Regions from separate parts of the Mus musculus genome. Here region 2 is linked to region 1. A link is a contact called in public HiChIP or PLAC-seq data. All regions are on one chromosome and are shown on one strand. The core of a region is the stretch at or near the end of the contact, and the rest is flanking DNA. Distances in the headings are between cores, read along the strand shown. Region 1 overlaps Spats1 (spermatogenesis associated, serine-rich 1). Region 2 has its middle 7.9 kb from the start of Gm52283.

What was found. HiChIP or PLAC-seq counts read pairs in DNA pulled down with a chosen protein or histone mark.
Region 2: a contact with region 1 is called in an H3K27ac HiChIP or PLAC-seq map of embryonic stem cells, with 13 read pairs. The contact joins two enhancer-like sites. A contact is called at or near these places in 1 of 39 promoter capture datasets (liver), 1 of 484 Hi-C or Micro-C datasets (embryonic stem cells) and 6 of 115 datasets of contacts at active chromatin or transcription factors (all in embryonic stem cells).

Annotation. Positions count from the first base shown.
Region 1 is chr17:45,457,141-45,460,329 of GRCm38.p6, forward strand. Spats1 (spermatogenesis associated, serine-rich 1) reads right to left here. Exons shown (of 8, transcript NM_027649.3): 4 at 18-179. Among named protein-coding and RNA genes, the nearest start is that of Spats1, 16 kb to the right of the region's middle. Within about 2 kb of position 1,276, at least 13 of the 459 cell types and tissues checked have an H3K27ac peak or open chromatin away from gene starts, as enhancers often do. A contact at or near this core is called in embryonic stem cells, where this site is marked.
Region 2 is chr17:45,617,432-45,620,645 of GRCm38.p6, forward strand. No RefSeq gene overlaps it. Among named protein-coding and RNA genes, the nearest start is that of Gm52283, 7.9 kb to the right of the region's middle. Within about 2 kb of position 1,725, at least 176 of the 459 cell types and tissues checked have an H3K27ac peak or open chromatin away from gene starts, as enhancers often do. A contact at or near this core is called in embryonic stem cells, where this site is marked.

The DNA of each region.
Region 1 (3,189 bases), core at 26-2,525:
TGGAGGAAACACACTACCGTATTTCTTCTTCCCGAGGCTGTTGTCCACTGTCCTCTCTGCCACAGACCTCCTGTTGCCCCGGAAGACCCCATTGAAGAAGCACTGCTTTCCAATGTGGTAGGTGTGGATGTTGCTGCTGAACCTTGGATAAAATGTCCACTCAGGACGCTGCCCATCTTCTGCAAGACATCAGAAACCCTTCTGTTAGCGCTGCTCCAGGCCCTCAAGACAATTAGATGACAAGCTGTTAAACCCACCCCTCCTCAGGCCCTATCGGCTTACAGCCCTCTCACATACACACATTTTTTTCTTTAGATTTATTTTATTTATTTTATGTATATGAGTACAGTGTCACTCTCTTCAGACACAGCGGAAGAGGGCATCAGATCCCATTACAGATGGTTGTGAGCCACCATGTGGTTGCTGGGGATTGAACTCAAGACCTCTGGAAGAGCAGTCAGCCCTCTTAACCGCTGAGTCATCTCACCAACCCACATAAACTTTTTTAAAAAATGTGTATGAGCCTTTGTCTGCAAGTACACATGTCCGCCACACATGCATGCAGTACCCACAGAGGCCGGAAGAGGGCCTTGGGTCTTCCTGGACATGGAGTTACAGGTGGTTATGAACCACCATGTCAGTGCCAGGAACGAAACCCAGGTCCTCAAGGAAAACAGCCAGTGCTCCTGACCATGTATGCAGTTTCACTATGTAGTCCAGGCTAGACTGAACTTTTGTGAGGTGTGTGCACGTCTGTATATACATGTATGTTCAGGTAGGTACATATGTGTGAGTGTAGGATTATGTAGCAAAAATCAGCATCAATGTCTTCTTCAATTGCTTTTTCACCTATTTTAAAACAATTACTTTTGCTTCTGTATGTTTGGGTGCTTTGCCTGCTTGTATGTCTGTGTACCATGTGTCTGCCTGGTGCCCATGGAAGTCAGAGAAGGGCACTGACTCCCCTGGAACTGGAGTTAAGCTGTTAGCCACCATGTGGGTACTGGGAATAAAACCTGTGCCCTCTGGAAGAGCAATCAGTGCTCTTAACAGCCATACTACCTCTGCATCCCTGTCCATCTTACTTTTTGAGACAGGATCTCACACTGGACCAAGAGCTCACTCATTTGACTTGATCGCTGGGATCTTCTTACCCCTGACGTCACTGGGATTATGGGCACATACTCTCGTGCCTACCGTTTCTTACATGGTGCTGGGGTCTATACTCAGATGCTCATGCTTGTGAGGTAAGCTTTACCTACTGAGCCATCTTCCCAGCCCCCAGCCTCGATCTCTTGATCTTCAGCCTCCTAACTGTAGGTATGCACCACCACACCCAGCTAAACTGGAGACTTTCTCCGTGCATAAAAGCCCTTGGTTCTGCATCAGGGGTAGCATCAAACTCAGGGAAACTAGGCACGGGAGGAAGAGGAGGAAAGTTATTCAAGAAGCTGCTCAGTTGTAGTTTTCCTTCCCTTTCAGAACTCACCAAAGTTACAGGCTCACACATGCTACAGAGGCTGGGAAGGGTCCTAACATCCTCCCTGTGATCAGCCGTCCCTCCAGTGGCTGTGGGGAGAGGGGGGATGCGCACTATAGATCAGTTCTGGCAGCCTATCTGGGTGCAGCATGGTCCTGGCCCCACATGTGTGGTGCACCACAGCGACCTGTGGACACACAGCCACCAAAGAAGGGAAACCACTGTGCTTCCTCAGGCTAGATACTGGCCCTTTGGGTGCCCAGTTCATTTGAAACTGTCCTTATAAAACTAGTTAAAGTGACTAAACAACAAAAGAATCCAGTCGTTCTAGAGCTGCAGGAGAAGCCCCTGGGTAGCCAGCGAAGAGCAGAGGTCAGATGGGAGGCCCGGGGGCTTGGGGTGTGTTCTGATAGGAAGCCCGGGGGCTTGGGGTGTGTTCTGATGGGAGGCCCGGGGGCTTGGGGTGTGTTCTGATGGGAAGCCCGGGGGCTTGGGGTGTGTTCTGATGGGAAGCCCGGGGGCTTGGGGTGTGTTCTGATGAGAGGCCTGGGGGCTTGGGGTGTGTTCTGATGGGAGGCCCGGGGGCTTGGGGTGTGTTCTGATGGGAGGCCTGGGGGCTTGGGGTGCTCCCTGCACTCCGCTTCCTGACTGCGAGTGCTTGTGTGGAGGACTTGAGTCTCTCTGTAACTTCATTTCCATCTGTAACTCCAGTTCTGGGCAACCTGATGCAAACAAACACTCATACATGAAATAAAAACCATCAGTCCTTTAGGACGAGAAAAACAGCAAATGCGAACAGCCACACAGGCCTGAAGCACTGTTACAGGGGAAGGTCTGGGACCCATGCAACTAGAGAGGACATGCTCTGCATACTGCAACTCGGCTGTTCTAGCGTGTCACTGGATGACTTGAGAAATGCGTCACTGGGTTGCTTCACTCTTCTCTGAATGCTGCTGTATGCTGACACAGACCTACACAGAGAGGTCAATGGGCTCAACTGAGGGGATCTCAATTCACCTAGGACACATCTCTGAGCATACCAGTGAGGGCTTCTAGATTAGGTTTACTGAGGTAGAAAGGCTGGTATGTAGACAGAATCCTGGGTTGAATAAAGAGAAGCAAGCTGAACATCAGCCATCCTATCTATCAATCTATCCATCCATCCATCTATCTATCTGTATATCTACCTAACTACTTATCTATCCATCCATCCATCCATCCATCTATCTATATATCTACCTATATATCTACCTACCTATCTACCTAACTATCTGTAGCTTTCTTTCTGTCTCCTCTATGTGTGTCTGTCAATCTGTCTCTGTGACTCCAACGTATCTGTCTCTGTCCCTCTGTCTGTCCCTCTATCTGTCTCTCTGTGTGTCTCTGTTTCTCCCTATCTCTCTCTGCCTATCTCTGTCTCTCTGTCTGTCTCTCTCTGTGTTTCTCTGTCCTTCTGTCTGTCTGTGTGTGTGTCTCTGTCTATCTCTCTCTGTCTCTTTGTCTCTCTCTCCCTCTCCATTTCCTGAATGTGGACACACAGTGTGAGTTGTCTCTATGTCTTCCCGTCTGCTGTGTGGTCTTTTGAGTCAAAACAAACCCTTAACTATTTTAAGTTGTTTCTTCACAGGTGTGAAAAGTAAGTAGTAATTAGTCCTATGCACACCGTATGAGGGAGCAAGCTAGCCAAGCACAGTGTCAAACAGTTAGCT
Region 2 (3,214 bases), core at 475-2,974, 160 kb after region 1:
TCTTTCTTACTAACCAGGAGCACTGACCCCACCCTCCACGGTTGGCTCTCCTGAGACAACCATTAACCAAGAAGATGCCTCGGAATCCTGGCCACAGATCCTTCTGGTCCAGACATTTTCTCAGTCAAGGTTCCCTTTTCCCAAATGACTCCAGCTCGTGTCAAGTCTGCAGGGAGCTAAACAGAACATCTCTGCAAACACATACCCACGTGGAGATATAACTCACGTGGAGATATAACTTACGTGGAGATATAACCCACGTGGAGATATAACTGAGTGAAGTCATAAAAGTTTCAAAACAGGGAGTGGGGTTGTAGCTGGGTTGCTAGAGTTGATCACTTAGCGTGTAGGAAACCCTAGGTCCAATTCCCTGTAACTCCAGCCCTGGGAGGTAGAAGCAAGAGGGTCAGAAGTTCAAGGTCATGCTCCACTACATTGGGAATCCAATGCCGGACCTGGAGTGTCTAAGCAAACACAACAAAGAAGAAACAAAACTAAAACTGAGCAAAACAAAACAGCAACCAGCAAAACCAGGTGTGATTAAGTTGACAGATCTAACTGTGCAGGTCCAATCTCAGCTCATCTGTTACTGAATGGAATCTTCCGCAAAGCAGTCAGTAGTTCAGTTTACCTTTCTGTGAAATGTAACTGATCAGACAGGGCAGAACCTAGTGTAGAAAACGTAACAGTAGGAACGTTCTTATGTGGTTAGGTATGGTGGACCATGTCCCCAACCCCAGCTCTTAGGAGGTACAGACGGGGGAGCAGGAGTTCAAGATTCTTCTCTGCTGCTTAGTGAGTTGGAGACCAGCCTGGGCTCCATGAGAGCCTTTCTCAAATACAACAACAACAACAGCAACAACAACAACAACAAGACACTATCTGGGCTGTCAAGATGGCACAGTAAGTAAAGATGCTTGCAAGCCTGCTGGCCGGAGTTCACTGGAAACTGAATAAAAGGTCTAACTCCACACAAGTTGTAAGACAACCTGCATAGGCACACAGCAACACAGGCATATTCCCAAGCAGAATAAAATAAAATAAAATAAAATAAAATAAAATAAAATAAAATAAAATAAGTTTTAAAAAGTACATTGAGCCAGGTGTGGTGGCGCATACCTTTAATCCCAGTACCTGGGAGGCAGAGGCAGGCGGATTTCTGAGTTCGAGGCCAGTCTGGTCTACAAAGTGAGTTCCAGGACAGCCTGAGCTATACAGAGAAATCCTGTCTCGAAAAAAAAAAAAAAAAAAGTACATTGAAAAACCCAGTCCTTCTAGGTTGTTTATCACACTGCTGTCTGCAGGTGCACAGAGCTCTAGGCCTTTATAATTCTCACCTCCGTGTTTGTTTTGTTTTTTTCCTTTGACGGATGAATGAACACATTCACAGGGAACCTTGGTGACAGAAGAAGTTGGGAGCAAGGCAGATGTGGTACAGAGGTTTGCACATCAAACTGAATGGGCTGCGGTGGCCCCAGCTGGAGAGCTGGGTCGCGCAGGACAGTTTGAAGCCATTCATTCCTCTAAGCCTCAGACTCATTCAGTATTCACTAGGTATGGGCTCTAAAAACCAGTGAGGCCCAAATGTCAGTGAAAAACTCTCAATGCACGGTCAGGATGGGAGACACAACAGGAAATGGGAAGTTTCTGTCCAGAGGTCATAAAAGCAGGTCAGAGAAGGGAGGGGGGAGGCGGAAAGAGGAGTGGCTAGAGAAGGAGGCGGCCCCTAGACAGGGTCTCCAGGAGGAAGTAGGTCGGGCAATGCCTTTCAACGGGTAGGGTGGGTGCTTTAGGAGGGGGGTTCAAGGAAGAAAGGATCTGAGCAAGGACGAGTAGCCAAGTAATGAACAGACTGAATTTAAAAACTGCCTAATGAACTCAAGGCCGGGGCCACAAACAAAGCCTGAGGGAGTCTTCGACATCCCTCTGGGTAGGTGGCAGTAACCAAAAAGAAGCATCCCGAAGTCCTTGGGGAGGTGACAGCGGGACTCAGACACCGGAAGGAAGGTGATTCCAAGGCCCCAGGAGACCCAGAGTTTGAAGGCCAGGCCGGGAGAGGTGGGTGTCAAGGAGAGACAGTGACGCCGCTGTGGGGATGAACAGGCAGGAAACTCCCACTCTGTGGCCTGCGCTGGGAAGCAGAGTAAACACGGAGAGAGGAAAAGGGAGCTGCAGGCTCCCCAGAGGTCCTAGAAGTAAATACATAGGCAGAGAGCCACAGGATCCCGGAGGAAGATAGAGCAGGAAGTGGTTTCCCCGGGAGGCAGACTTCAAGGCAGTTTTCTGTGTCTTACCGAGAATATGCTAAGCGGTTTTTGTTTTGTGTTGGGCTTGGGGAATCAGAACCCTGGGGAAACTAGATAAGCATTCCATCCTTTGGTTATGATCTGCAGCTACCGAAATCAGGACACACAAGACCCCAATAGGCCAAATGTCATGAGGAAGAGAGGCAGGGCTCGGTGGTAGATGCCTGGGAGAAAACAGATCTACCGGAGTGAAGGAGCAAATGTCTATGTGATAGATATTAACCAACCCCAGTGGAAAGACAGTGTCAAGAGGAAAGACATGCAACCGTTGTGGCTGACAAACGTCTCATCTTCCTAAAACGGAACTAGTTCCTAGGGGCTGGGGAGGGGCTCAGCCAGTCAGGTGGTAAAGGGCTTGCTGCACAAACGTGGAAACTTCAGTTTGAACCTAGGAGATTATGTGTGTCTATGTGTAGTGTTTGCCTGCAATCCCAGGGCTAGAGAGGTGGAGACAGGACCCACTTCGTGTTTGTTATGTATAGCTAAATCTCCTAGACAATTTCATACTGGCTTCCTGGGTTAGATGAAATAGCACATGAAGTGGAAACTTCCAGTTTCTTTGGAAAGTTAGTTCTGTCGAATGATGTTTTGTTGGGGCACATAGATGAGAGCATGTCTTGCTAAAGTGAACACTTTAAAGACTTGTTTTCTTGAAGCAGACAGGGTTGAAAGGATATTTTGATATAGCGAACACGTGGGAGGATCTGTGATGAAGGAATATAAATAGGACCCCACAGGACAGTGGCAGTGTCATCACAAGTTGAGCTCAACAAGGCCACTTAAGGTGAACCAACACATGTGTGTCCTTAGCAAAGAATAATGAAATAGAGCAAACCAATGTTCAGTGCTCTTTAAAGGTCTTTGTGTTCCTTTTCACAGTGAGACTGATAGATAAAAGCCCAACAAAC